3 separate regions of the Mus musculus genome follow, and all the other regions are linked to region 3. The links are chromatin contacts, called in public ChIA-PET and HiChIP or PLAC-seq maps. All regions are on one chromosome and are shown on one strand. Each heading gives the region's core, a stretch centred on a gene start, on an enhancer-like site or on the middle of the called end of the contact. The rest is flanking DNA. Distances are from core to core; before and after follow the strand shown.

Region 1 (3,759 bases), core at 335-2,834, 650 kb after region 3:
TCCCTGGCTCAGGGAGCCTAGCCCTTCTCCGCATCTCCCCTACCTCTTGGCCACCCCTACTCACCAAATCAGCCAGTGGGGAGAGGTACATGCTGATGGTAAAGACGCTACAGAAGAGGCCTAGCTGCTGAAGCCGGGCCTCAAGGTCCGGCACCAGAAGCCAAAAGTAGCCATAACCCAGGAGAAGGACAGCCAGCAGGGTTGCCGTCTGCAGGAGCACACCATGCTGCAGGGGAGAGGCGTCTTACATGCATCTGTACCCAGAACACTCATCTCTCTGCTGGAATTGCCTCCTCCTGTCTTCTGCCATGCTCTAATGGGGAAATCAACTTTTATCCCGGCCTTCACGTCAGCCTCTCACCACTCAGTTATTTGAGAGAAATCTCAGCCACACAACACTGGAGATCCCCAGGGAAGGGGAGAGCCATTTTTAGATCCCTCCCCTTTTCATGTGAGCTTCACATACATGTACAATAAGAGACCAATAAATGTTAGTGTGACTGAGTGGGGAAGCAGAGCGAATGGCCATTCTTAGCCATTGGCCCTGGTCCTAACCCTAAAGGAACTATCAGACAGTATAGCCCTCTTCCCCCAGCCTGTTGGGGGAGCACAGGATATCTTGACACCACGGGGTTGGGTAAGCCACCAGCATTTCGAACAAGGGGAGGGTGGGTGGCTCTGTGTGCATTTTAAAGGGTTGACTTCATGGGCAGGAGAACCAGAAGGGCCTTCTAGGAAAGGGAATTAATGCCATCCCACTAATCTTCCAGGAAATAGAACTATATGCTCTGCCAACATGGCCAGGTGTGGGGTGGAGGTGAGTGCAAGGGAGGGCCTCTACCTTCTGAGGACTGTAGTGCAGATATGCCAGGATATAAAGAGTCTGAAGCACGGCCCCCACGCTATTGACGATGATAAGGGTCCCATCTCCCTTCAAGACTCCGTAACTCAGCCAGCTCAGGTTGCTGTGAGGGAAGGAGGATTAAGGTCCAAGGGGCTGCTGGGGTTGCAGCAGGTCTCCAGGGATCTCTTGCACCTCCCTCAGCCTTTCCCATCACAGCCAACAACACTCTCACTTGACATCCGTGGTGAGAAAAGGCAGGAACTGGATGTTGTCCACGCTCCGTGTCCTCTGCATATGCCTGAGGTCCGAGCTGGAAGGGATCCAAAGGAAATTGTTAGGAGTGGGTAAAAGATTTCTCGGTGTTTACCAATCATCCTGAACGACAAGCAGATCTCCCCCCTCAGGCCAAGAGGCAGCCTCGCCTTGGACCTCAAATCATCCAATCCTATTCCACTATTATTCTGGGTTCCAAAAGCAGCAAGATATTGCAGCCACGTCTCTTGCCCGCTTTCATTTCTTGACTTCCTGCCCCAGCCCAGTCCATCCACACTCTCACAGGCCAGTGGAGAACATGCCCAGGGTGAAGAGCACGCAGGCACTAGAAAGGAAAGAGTCTGCCACGCCGCCCGCCTCCATCCCACCGGAGCCGGTTCCCTAGCCCAGCGCGGAGTTCCAGTAGCTCAGACCCGGAGCTGCGGAAGGCGAAGCTCCGCCCTTCCCCGTGGAACCGCGCCGGAACCCGCCCTCGCCCGAACTTCACCGGAACTGGGGACCCAGCCAAACCAGCGCCGCGTGCTGGCCGGGTGGTTTGCTGTAATGTGCGGGCCTGGGTCCTGATCGTGCTGTTCAGATTGCGTTTAGTGGTTTTAGTAGTGCCCCTGCATTTGTCCCCGATCCGACCCCTCCTCACACTGCGCACCCCTTGCATCATCGAGACCACTAGCCTCAACTTCTGGGTTCTTGTATGCTTTTGTGTGCTGGACCACAAACCTCAAATTTAGTCTCACAGGTCTTCAACGCGCCCCCAATTCATATCAGAACCTTGGTTACCCAGCTTTGGGAGGGTTTTCCTGGAGGTTATTGAAACCTCTTTCCAGTCTGTCCCCCAAAAGCAGGAATTGCCATCCTCTTTCAGATGTCCTCTCTTACACGACCTGCCCTATCCAAGGACAAGCCTACCCCTGGCCCCCTGTTCCAACATACTTGCTGCTGGGAACTTTCCCTCCCAGCCTCCCAGGCGGCTCTGCTGGTGGGGCAGCGCACATGCTTCAGCTGGCATCCAGCTCCCTGACTCACCCAGACAGCATGAGTACCTGCATGGTGTGCCAAAGCCCAGCGCTCGAGGCTGGTGAAGTTGGACAGGAAGAACAAAGAGTGGGTGCGGAGAGGAATCTATAGCCCACTCTTGCAGGGAGTTGTGCAGAACCCTCAGGAGTAAACTCCTTTAGCCTGGTAAGACTGATCCTAGCCATTTATTTATTTTGTCTTTTATTTACTTTTTTTGTTTTGTTTTGGTGAGACAAAGTCTCACACTGTAGCCCAGGCTGGCATTGGAATTTTGGCAACATTGCTTCAACCTTCTGAGTGCTGGGGTCACAGGCAGGAGCCACCATGCCTGGCTACTTATGTTTTGTGCTCCTGAGGACTGAACTCAGGGCTGACACACGTTAGGTAACCCTCTACTTCTTGGGGTACATTTCCAGCCTTTTATTTTTGAGTTTGAGGCAAGGTCTGAGTTACTCATGCAGTCTCAAGTTTTTAACCTTCCCACCTCAGCCGCAAAAGGAGCTCTGCATTATACCTGCCCCCCCCCACACCCCCCCCCCATTGCTTCTGTTTAGCACAGAGCCTAACACACAATGGGGACACTGGTCACAAATCAACATGGTGGGGCAGAAAAGCATGTCCATAAAAAACCATCAATTTATTATGAATCCAAAAACACTGTATAAAAAAACCCTGCAGTCATAGAAATGAACAGATACAGCACATTTATATACAGACACTGTACATGTGGGCCCTGCCCGTTAAGCTAAACTCCACAGACTGTACACACGGGCACTGCCCTTACAGCTACACTCTAAAACCAGGCTGCTTCAGTCCTCCTGTTGGCACAGCTCCAGGGAATGTTGCCCCAGGGATGGGGAGGATGCAGTCAGGGCCGGGCTACAAACCTCTCTGGCAGCCCAGCAGGTGGAAATCTTGCAGAGATGCTGGGTCAGCCCAAGCTGCCTCTTCTGTACCTGGCTCCCCCGCAGGAAGCTGTCTCAAGCTTTTCCTTCGGTCAGTTCATCTGCACATTATGGCTTCCTTGGGGAAGGACGTCTTTACCAAGTTCAGTGTCCAACCGCATGACCTCAGGCTCTTTTTAGCCCTTCTCCCACTGAGGCCTCTTAATGGGCCAGGTCCGCACAGCTTGTTTCTTTGGCTTAAAGGCAGAAACTGCAGGTTAAGGACCTTCTCCACTTCTTTCTCCATCCCTCTGAAGTGGAGGCAGGGATGGCACAGTTGGGCTGGTTAAACTCTTTTCGGTTAAAACCCTTAATACTGAACCTTTTGAGGCTTCATGGTGGCGTCTTGTGGGTGTAGTGGGAGAGGTTCCCAGGGCTGGGGCTGCCCCTTAGTCCCATTCCAATCCATAAGCCAGGGCAAGCGTACACCCTCACTGAGATTGCAGCAGCAGCAGTGGTAGGAGCAATACTGCCCAGACCAGTGGGAAGAGGCGGGGGGCGGCACTGTAACCAATGCTGTGCAAAACCTGTACTTCCGGGTCATCTGCAAGGTGAGAAGGCAAAGACAGACATGGTAAGTGTTTGCATCGGCTTCCAGCCACACAGGATTTAGCCAGCCCGTATGTGGCTAGGGAGCCACCTTACTCCTCAGTCTCTTTAAGCAAACCCCTTCCTGTGACCCAG
Region 2 (3,769 bases), core at 853-3,352, 630 kb after region 3:
GCAGCACTAGTGGCTGCTTGTACATCTCTTGGCACACTGGGCACAGCAGTTCCTTCTCCATGTTCTTCATGCTTGTCTGTGGAGGGACCAGGAGGTTGTGTGAGAGCTAGGACACTTGGGCAAATCTCAGCCCGGTCCCTTGGCTGCCAGGAAGGGCAGCACAAGCTACCTACTGCTTTGGCCCAGTACCCGCCTTCGTTGGTTCACACACCTCCCCAGCTCTCTGTCTCCTGCTTCAGCGCCCCTCTTGGGGAGCTTAAGGTCCACCAAGAAGGTACAGTTGGAGCTCTGGCCTCCCCCACCATCGCGCCCCACCCCCATCACTCCCGCTGCAGCAGTGCTGGCAGGCAGTCCTCCCGCCTCACCTGTCTCCATCCCTCCATCTCTGGATTAATAGCATTTATTTCAAGGGCACCACCCATTCTACAGCTGGGTGTTGTCCCCCGCCCCTTTCTCTAGCAACCCTTAGACGCATGACTGCTCCCCGCGGCCAGGGTGCGCTAGCTCTCTGAACCGGCTGGGCACTGGCCGGCGCCCCAGCACCCATCCTCCATTCTTCAATTCTATTTCTTCCAGTCTCCCCAAATCAACCCATCTCTCTTTGCCTTCTATACTAGAGCTATCAGACCCAGTCTGGTGGAGAAATTCGGCCTGTTTCAACCCTTTGCTCAATCTAGGGTGGGGGAGGAAGGAGCGCCCCGCCTACCTGCCCCCTCCCCACCGGAAGTATCCCTCCCCCTTTTGGTGAGGGGTCTTCTGGCTATTCCCCACCCCCACACCTCACCTTGGTCCCTCTCTTCGCAGCCATCCCGGTCAGGGGCGCAGCTGACACAAAGGAGGGAGGGAGAGGGAGGGAGGGGGAAGGAAGTGGTGGGGGGGAGCAGGGTTGGCACCGCCTCTGGGAGAGACGGGCACGGGTTACCATGGCAACGGGAGGCTGCACGGCAGCTAGCGGGGGGGGGGGTTGGGGGCGGTAGGGGGGGTGGTCGGGAGGGGTCCAAATTGGGAACTGCACCCAGGAGCGGTTTTTTCATCACCCCACCCCACCCCCCGCCACACCTGTCCTCAGTTTCTTGGAAAACATCCAAGCTCACACATGCCCCTTCTCATAGCCCTGGTGCACGCCTGGCAGCTACCCCAAGCCTACCCGCTGGGTCCGGGCAGCTTCTCGCTGCCTACACCCCAGCAAACGGGAGTCTCACCACTCGGCTGTCCCCAGGATCCCTCCACACTTGCGTCTCCGCCCTCCCAGTCATTTCTGTCTTAACTAATCCCTTCTCTATAATCCATATTCTTCCTGGACCCCCACCTGTTCAAGGGTCTGGCTTGCCCCGACCCTTTACATCCCCTCCCTTCCCCTTGACCCCACCTTAACTCACACTGATGCGGACTAGTGCATCCATGATGGAAGTGAAGGTCTGCATATCCTCACCCTCAGCCATGGCCCTACTGTGCCCGCCCGCCCCCGGGTGCCCGATCCTGGCTGCTGCTGCGAACCCGGGGCTTAATGCAGGAGCCGGGTGGGGTGAAGGGAGGGGTGGGGAGGGTGAGATGTCACTGCGCATGCTCCAGGGACTAGCTTCGAACTGCGTCCGTCGAGGTAGGGGGTGGGAAATAGTTCTTCCCACGTGGTTCTCCAAAGGCGGTCTAGGGGGTGGGTAACATGGAGGGTATTTGAGGTAGGAACCATTCCTCCTATTAGAAGCTTGCATCGATTCCTGGTCATACTACTCACATAAAGCACGAAGCTCGTTTCAGAAGAACAACTCCAGGTGGACGGTGCTACATCTTGGGTGGCACATATCTTCGGGAGTTGTTGAGGCAATTATAGTGGGTCAGGGAGGTCTGAGGAAGTTGTACGGGAGATGACATGAATAGCAATGAAGGCACAGGTGACTCTAGGCCATGGGATCATGACTGAAAGATGAGTGCAGCTTGTCCAGAGAGACAGCAGATGCCTTGGCTACAGAAGGCTGGAGACCAAGCAGGGCGGTGGCCTAGAATGCTCTTAGAAGCATTATTTCCTCCTTGCCACAAGAGGGCGCTGCACCCAAGGCGCGTAGAGGAAGAAGTAAAGCAAGTCCACGTTGGCCCCGACGCCTGCGTACAGACAACCGCGCCGGCTTTGGCTCCCCTCTTTCTCCAGGGACACGGATTGGACCACGGACGGGGCGTGATGGGTAACCGCACCGGCGGGATGCCCGGGCTGCTCTAGCGGGAGTGGGCGTTGGGGTGGTCCTCTTTTCTCCGTAGCCTCGGTAAAGCTGACGTGTCCTGGGAACTAGCATTTCCTCCGGACAGGCGGGAACTTGGGTGTGCAGGGCCGGGTGGTTCCTGGAGGTCGCTGTGGGGTGGGGGCTGGGTCACTTGGAAGTGGTTGGTGAGCCAAGCTCCGGAGTGAATCTGCCTGAATCTTAGCCTGACTCTTTTTCTCATTTATAGTAGTCGGTACCGGGACCTCCTTGGCGCTGTCCTCCCTCCTGTCCCTGCTGCTCTTCGCTGGCATGCAGATCTACAGCCGCCAGCTGGCCTCCACCGAGTGGCTCACCATTCAGGGGGGCCTGCTGGGCTCCGGCCTTTTCGTCTTCTCCCTGACTGTATCTTCCTCGCGCTGGAAGGGGAGGCGGGGGTGTATGAACAGAACATGGGCGGGAGTGGGTGGCAAGGGCTTTGCAGTCCCTCTACTTCCTATCTTGTTGCGTGAGTTTCTCCTTAATTACATCACCCAGGCCTTCAATAATCTGGAGAATCTGGTCTTTGGTAAAGGCTTCCAAGCAAAAATCTTCCCTGAGAGTAAGTGAAACTCAATAGTTAACTGGACTCTTTTTTTTTTAAACCTCTCCCAAACATGATGCCGAATTTCCCTGTGCTTAGATGATAAAGGAGAAATACATTTGCTTAACACAATCTTGAAGACAGAAGATGCTTTCAGATTAAGCATTTTATTGGAGCTGGAAGAGAAGCACAAAAAGGGGGGAGGGGAGGGGAGGGGAGGGAGAGGAAAAGAAAGAAAAAGGCCAACCTGGTCTGCTCTCAGGACAGGTTTCAAGTGAACAGTCAAGCCTGGGCTGATGTCTGATAGGCATCCAGGAGAAGGTGTTCTTTGTCCCTGTGAGAGAAGAAAGCAAAACCAAGCCCACTGAGGGATTCTGATGTGGAACTGAGCCCGCACTATTGACTGCTGCTGGAGGAGATTGTGAAGTCTGTGTTCACTGGGATGTTACCAATAGCAGGACCCCTGACAGAAGGAGAATAGAGAATAACCGCTAGAGCTCACTCTCTTTCTCTGCATCCGCTTGTTTCTCTCTTCCTTTCTTCTCCTCCCTTCTGTAGCCCACACTGGCCTTGAACTTCCTGTGTGGCTGTGAATGACTAAACCCTTGACTTGCTGATCTTCCTGCCTCCACTTCCCAGGTCCTGAGATTAGCACTACCTCATGTAGTTTATGAGGTGCTGGCGATTAAGCCCAGGTCCTTGAACATGCTAGGCAATCTCTCTCCCAATGGAGGCACATCTCCAGCCCTGATAGATCAGTTTTTGTGTGTGATAATTCTTGTTAGATGGTTCATATAGAGATCTGATGGAGAATAGGGCTCATAAAACAAAGTCGGCATCAGGACCGAGCCACTTGGAAAGCCACATGCTGGGAAAAGCAAGCAGTTGTGGCCCCGTGAAAGACTCACCCAGAAACCCCGAAGCCCGCCATTGTTGCTGTCTTCACGGCCCTGTTGGAGGTTTCCAGAGCTTCCGCCCAGCAATGCCCAGAGCT
Region 3 (3,970 bases), core at 616-3,115:
GCAGACAGCGAGCTGAGGCTGGGGAAACACAGTAAAAGGCTAGAGGAGGAGGTCACCCTCTTCTTCCATAGACCTTCCACATGGGCTTTACGTACTGACCAGACCCTCAAAAGAGTCTGGGGGAAACCTAGATTTACTAGTTACTCAAGAGTTTGGCTTATAACAATTTCTAGTTCAGGCCTTAGAGAAAATTGAGGTCTCTGCCCCCCCCCCCCCCAAACCAGGCAGCTCATTCTGACCTCTAGCTGATTGTTAGTACATTTCTCAGCTTTGGCTGGTCACTCAAGCGGGGCAAGTCTGGAGGCTCAGAGCCAATAGGAACATGGCAGGTCCTGAGGCCTTCCTAGGATTCCTTCAGAGAAAACAGAATTGGTCTGGGAAAGTCCTTTCTGCCTCATCTGGCCAGCCTGAACTGGACATTGTTTCTTTTTCCCTGGCCTTTACTATATAAGGACCCTGAACAGGAGAATGGGCACAAAAGGTGAGGGAGTTCCTAGGCAGGAGATAGGTCAGAGGAGCAGAGTGGGAGGGGAGCAGAGCCGGGGTGAGGAGCTGAGGAGCCCAACCAGCACAGCGGGTGGATGAGGCAGCCGAGCCCAAATTAGAGACTGAGGCTAAAATTGGCACTCTAGGAGTGCAGGGCTGGGCTGGAAACCTGCAGCCCTAACACCACCCTCCCTGCCCCGCTACCGAGAAGAACAGAGCAGAAGCTGGTGACAGTGGCTGGGCCTCATCTCCCTCCCTCTTTCTTTTTTCTTTCTTTCTTTTTTTTTTCGGTGTTTTGAGACAGGGTTTCTCTGTGTAGCCCTGGCTGTCCTGGAACTCACTCTGTAGACCAGGCTGGCCTTGAACTCAGAAATCTCCCTGCCTCTGTGCAACACCACGCCTAGCCATCTCCCTCCCTCATTACCACACACTTTTGGGACTAGATTAGGTAGTACCCTAAATTTTTACAAAACTTTGCCCCAGGGTGCTCAGGTTTTTACAGAGAAATCGGAGACCTTGATAGGTGGAAACGGAGCAGACTGGAGAATTTCCCCAGTGGCAGGAAACTCAGGTTGACTCAAAGGGTCCAGAGAAATGAAAACCCACCCACACTCCTCAGCAAGCTCAAACGTTTCCAGACAGGGCCAAGTTGTTTCTATAGTCTCCTGTGGCAGAGAAAACTGGTGTCAGGACACAAGGAAGGATTTCCTCAGCTAGCCTCAGGAAAGGTGGAGCCTTCTCACCTTCACTGCCAAAGTAATTGGCAGAGGTGGGGCTGAGAAGGATGGTCAGAGTGTGGTCCACAAGGCCCAGAGGGGTGAGAAGCTGGGCGGGGGGTGGGGGGGGGTGAGGGGAAAACCCTCTCTTGTGGACTCCTAGCTTTTGGAAAGGAGTCCCCTTCTTCACTCTTTTGGGGGAGTGAAGCCTGTTAACGATGAAGCTTCTAGTTCCCCTTTCATTGCCCCCTCCCTCTTGTCATACCAGTCCAACATTGTAAAAGCGGTCTGTGTACTCAAGCCTGTTTGATGAGTGAGCCCTTATGGCTAGGTCTCCCAGTTACCGATAAGGTGATAGAATCCCCTTAGGGTCTTTAAAGAGTGAAGTTACCCGGAATGGGCGCCGGTGTTTTTCAAGGACAGCCGAGCTAAGGGAGGTCGCTGAGGTCAGAGAGTGTTCCTAAGCGCTAAAGGGAAAAGGGATCCTCGAACCTGTCCCAAGGACCCCTGTCCAGCAGACTGCAGCGATACTAACCCCGGCGTCCCGTCCGGTGCGCGGGTACCCCGCCCTGCCTCCGCTCCGCCTCTCCCCTTCCTGAGCTCGGGTGGGGGAGGAGACTAGGGTTTGAGGAACTGGTGCTGGGTGCAGGGGCGAGGGGACTCAGACTTCCTGTCCCCGAGGCCGACGCGTGCGGCCGGACCCCTCCCCCGCCGTTGCTGGACACCCGGGGCCGCCGCGTCCTCCCGCGGCTCACGCTGGATTATGTCTCGGATCGAATCCCTCACTCGCGCGCGGATCGACCGGAGCAAGGAGCAGGCAACCAAGGTGGGCTGGCTCTGCGACCGGGCGCCCTGCCGACCTCTGGGCCTCCGCCCCGCGTCCCGCGTCCCCCCGCCCGCTCTGGGGCGCCCGAGTCCGCGCGCAGCGGCCGGACGGGGTGGGTGGGGCTGCGAGCGCGTGAGGAGGGGGCTGGAGGACCGCAACGTGACCCGCGTCTCCAGCACCCGCGCAGCTTCTGTGCGGGGATCTAGGAGAGCTGAGCTGGGTTACCAGTGGTTCGGCGGGACCGAGTGTTTTGGGCCGCTCGGAAGAAAGTTGCTCCGGTAAGGGATCGAGCGGGAAAGAGGGGCGAGCGTGTCGGGTTCCTAGGGACGACGCTCTTGGGCACCCCTTTCCGCACCCCAGTTCCGGGGGTTGCTTGCGGCCGTGCCCGCTAGCGCCGGCTCGGTCGTTCCCCCTTTGTCCCCACCAGCGGGTGGAGGGGGCCGGAGGGGGTGTTTTCCAAGCTCCCTCCCCCACCTTCCCGCCCCTCCAAGACAAAAGTCAGCTCCTCCTCTTCTTGCGGATGGACTTTCCAGCTGTGATTCAGTTCTTGCCTGGGGTAGGCGGGTGGCTAGGGGTCAAGACAGCAAGCGGCCGCCCATTTTCTCCGCCAGGCCAAACCGATCCATCAGGTGAAGCAAGCTGCCTTTGTGTCGCTGGGATGCCTTCTCACATCCTGAGCGTCTCGGTGCCAGGACCCAGAGTAGTTCCCACCCTTATCTGTTTCATCAGCTTCCAGGCTCCTGGTTCTCCAGCCGCCTCGGTTAACCCAGTTCCCCCACTCCCCTCAGCCATATTTCGATTATCGCCTCGGCTTGGGGGCCCTTCACCTGTCATCTGGAGTCTGGCTGTGTAATTATCAGCACACTCTGCAATACGACCTCTCCAGCACGCCTTTACAAGTGTCCTTTATTCCTGTCTTTGTATTCAGACGCCCTCCCAAATGCCATGACTTTCCTCACCTCAGCTCACAGGAAGTGGTGAAGCCGAGGAGGACTTGTAGATGAATAAGTGAAGCCAGGGGGGCCTGGTTCAGGCGGACGGCGCCTCCCTGTACCTCAGGACACTCACATTATAAGGCTCTCTCGGAAAGCAAAGGCAGGAAGGGCTTTAATCTTAATCCCTGTCCTTAGCGAGAGCGTAATGACCCTCCCGCAGCCAGCCAACCAAGCAGATCATTTTCAGGCTGGAAAGCCACTCTGCGAATGGAAAGCTGCCCTCTCCCTTCCTCCAAGGTTCCAGGCTTTAGCTACTTGCTTTACTGCTACACTGGGAGAAGGTCGGTAGGGGTGGAGAGCCTCGGGGGCGGGAAGCTCAGTTTGAGGCTTTTTGTAGGGTTTCGGGATGGGAGTCTGCTCACCGGAAGAAAGCTAGCAGGGCTCTGAGCAGCTCCAGGGTGAGGTGACTGAGTGTGAATTGTGGGGTGGCAGACAGGCTCTTAACAAACCCTAGCGACAGGCCAGGCCCCAGCTCCCAGAGTCTGTTTATTTTTTCAACCGTTTGAGCGAGACCCTGGAGTAAAGCCAGGGTGGGTGGGGGGAACTTTTTGAAAGCACGGAAATTTGGTTCCACCCTAAAAAGGAAAGCCACTGGGGGGGGGGGGGCAGGAGAGGCAGACCTGTGGGGCTGTACGAAGACATCCTCAGGGGGCCTTTCTCCAATCCAGACACCTGGCATCTCATCCCCTGTTTTTCTTTTTTTCTTTTTCCATAACACAGTAACTGGAAATCCAGACTCCTGGCTTTTTTATCTTTTGACTATGCTATGGAGAAGGGATCAGGGAATCTGACTGGTTTCCCAGAGACCAGTGAGTGGTTCTGAGAGGGTAGAGAGACCAGGGGAAGGAGGGAGGTTGTCAGTTTGAGCTGGTCGGAAGGGGAGGGACACCTCCGGAAAGCTGTGGTTACTGAAGTGGGGGAGTTGGTTCCTAGCCACGAACCCTGGA

The links. ChIA-PET counts read pairs in DNA pulled down with a chosen protein or histone mark. HiChIP or PLAC-seq counts read pairs in DNA pulled down with a chosen protein or histone mark.
Region 1: an H3K27ac HiChIP or PLAC-seq map of double positive thymocytes shows a contact between it and region 3, with 4 times the contacts expected there. The contact joins the promoter of Slc50a1 here to the promoter of Arhgef2 in region 3. A contact is called at or near these places in 3 of 39 promoter capture datasets (cranial neural crest, frontonasal cranial neural crest and liver), 1 of 484 Hi-C or Micro-C datasets (nephron progenitors), 4 of 115 datasets of contacts at active chromatin or transcription factors (double positive thymocytes, kidney, microglia and 1 more) and 1 of 9 other capture datasets (pancreatic islet).
Region 2: an RNA polymerase II ChIA-PET map of memory CD8 T cells shows a contact between it and region 3, with 17 read pairs. The contact joins the promoter of Krtcap2 here to the promoter of Arhgef2 in region 3. A contact is called at or near these places in 5 of 39 promoter capture datasets (the C10 cell line, cranial neural crest, liver and 1 more) and 5 of 115 datasets of contacts at active chromatin or transcription factors (embryonic forebrain, embryonic hindbrain, memory CD8 T cells and 2 more).

What each region holds. Positions count from the first base shown.
Region 1 is chr3:89,268,986-89,272,744 of GRCm38.p6, forward strand. It overlaps Slc50a1 (solute carrier family 50 (sugar transporter), member 1), which reads right to left and starts at 1,585. Exons shown (of 6, transcript NM_009057.3): 1 at 1,401-1,585; 2 at 1,077-1,154; 3 at 842-965; 4 at 65-226. The coding sequence starts at 1,480. It overlaps Efna1 (ephrin A1), which reads right to left. Exons shown (of 5, transcript NM_010107.4): 5 at 2,745-3,619. The coding sequence ends at 3,507.
Region 2 is chr3:89,244,336-89,248,104 of GRCm38.p6, forward strand. It overlaps Krtcap2 (keratinocyte associated protein 2), which reads left to right and starts at 2,103. Exons shown (of 5, transcript NM_025327.3): 1 at 2,103-2,180; 2 at 2,443-2,597; 3 at 2,730-2,793. The coding sequence starts at 2,177. It overlaps Trim46 (tripartite motif-containing 46), which reads right to left and starts at 1,562. Exons shown (of 10, transcript NM_183037.2): 1 at 1,380-1,562; 2 at 1-76. The coding sequence starts at 1,442.
Region 3 is chr3:88,619,294-88,623,263 of GRCm38.p6, forward strand. It overlaps Arhgef2 (rho/rac guanine nucleotide exchange factor (GEF) 2), which reads left to right and starts at 1,866. Exons shown (of 22, transcript NM_008487.4): 1 at 1,866-2,028. The coding sequence starts at 1,966. Gm20652 (a long non-coding RNA gene) reads right to left here and starts at 1,812. Exons shown (of 2, transcript XR_375820.2): 1 at 1,738-1,812.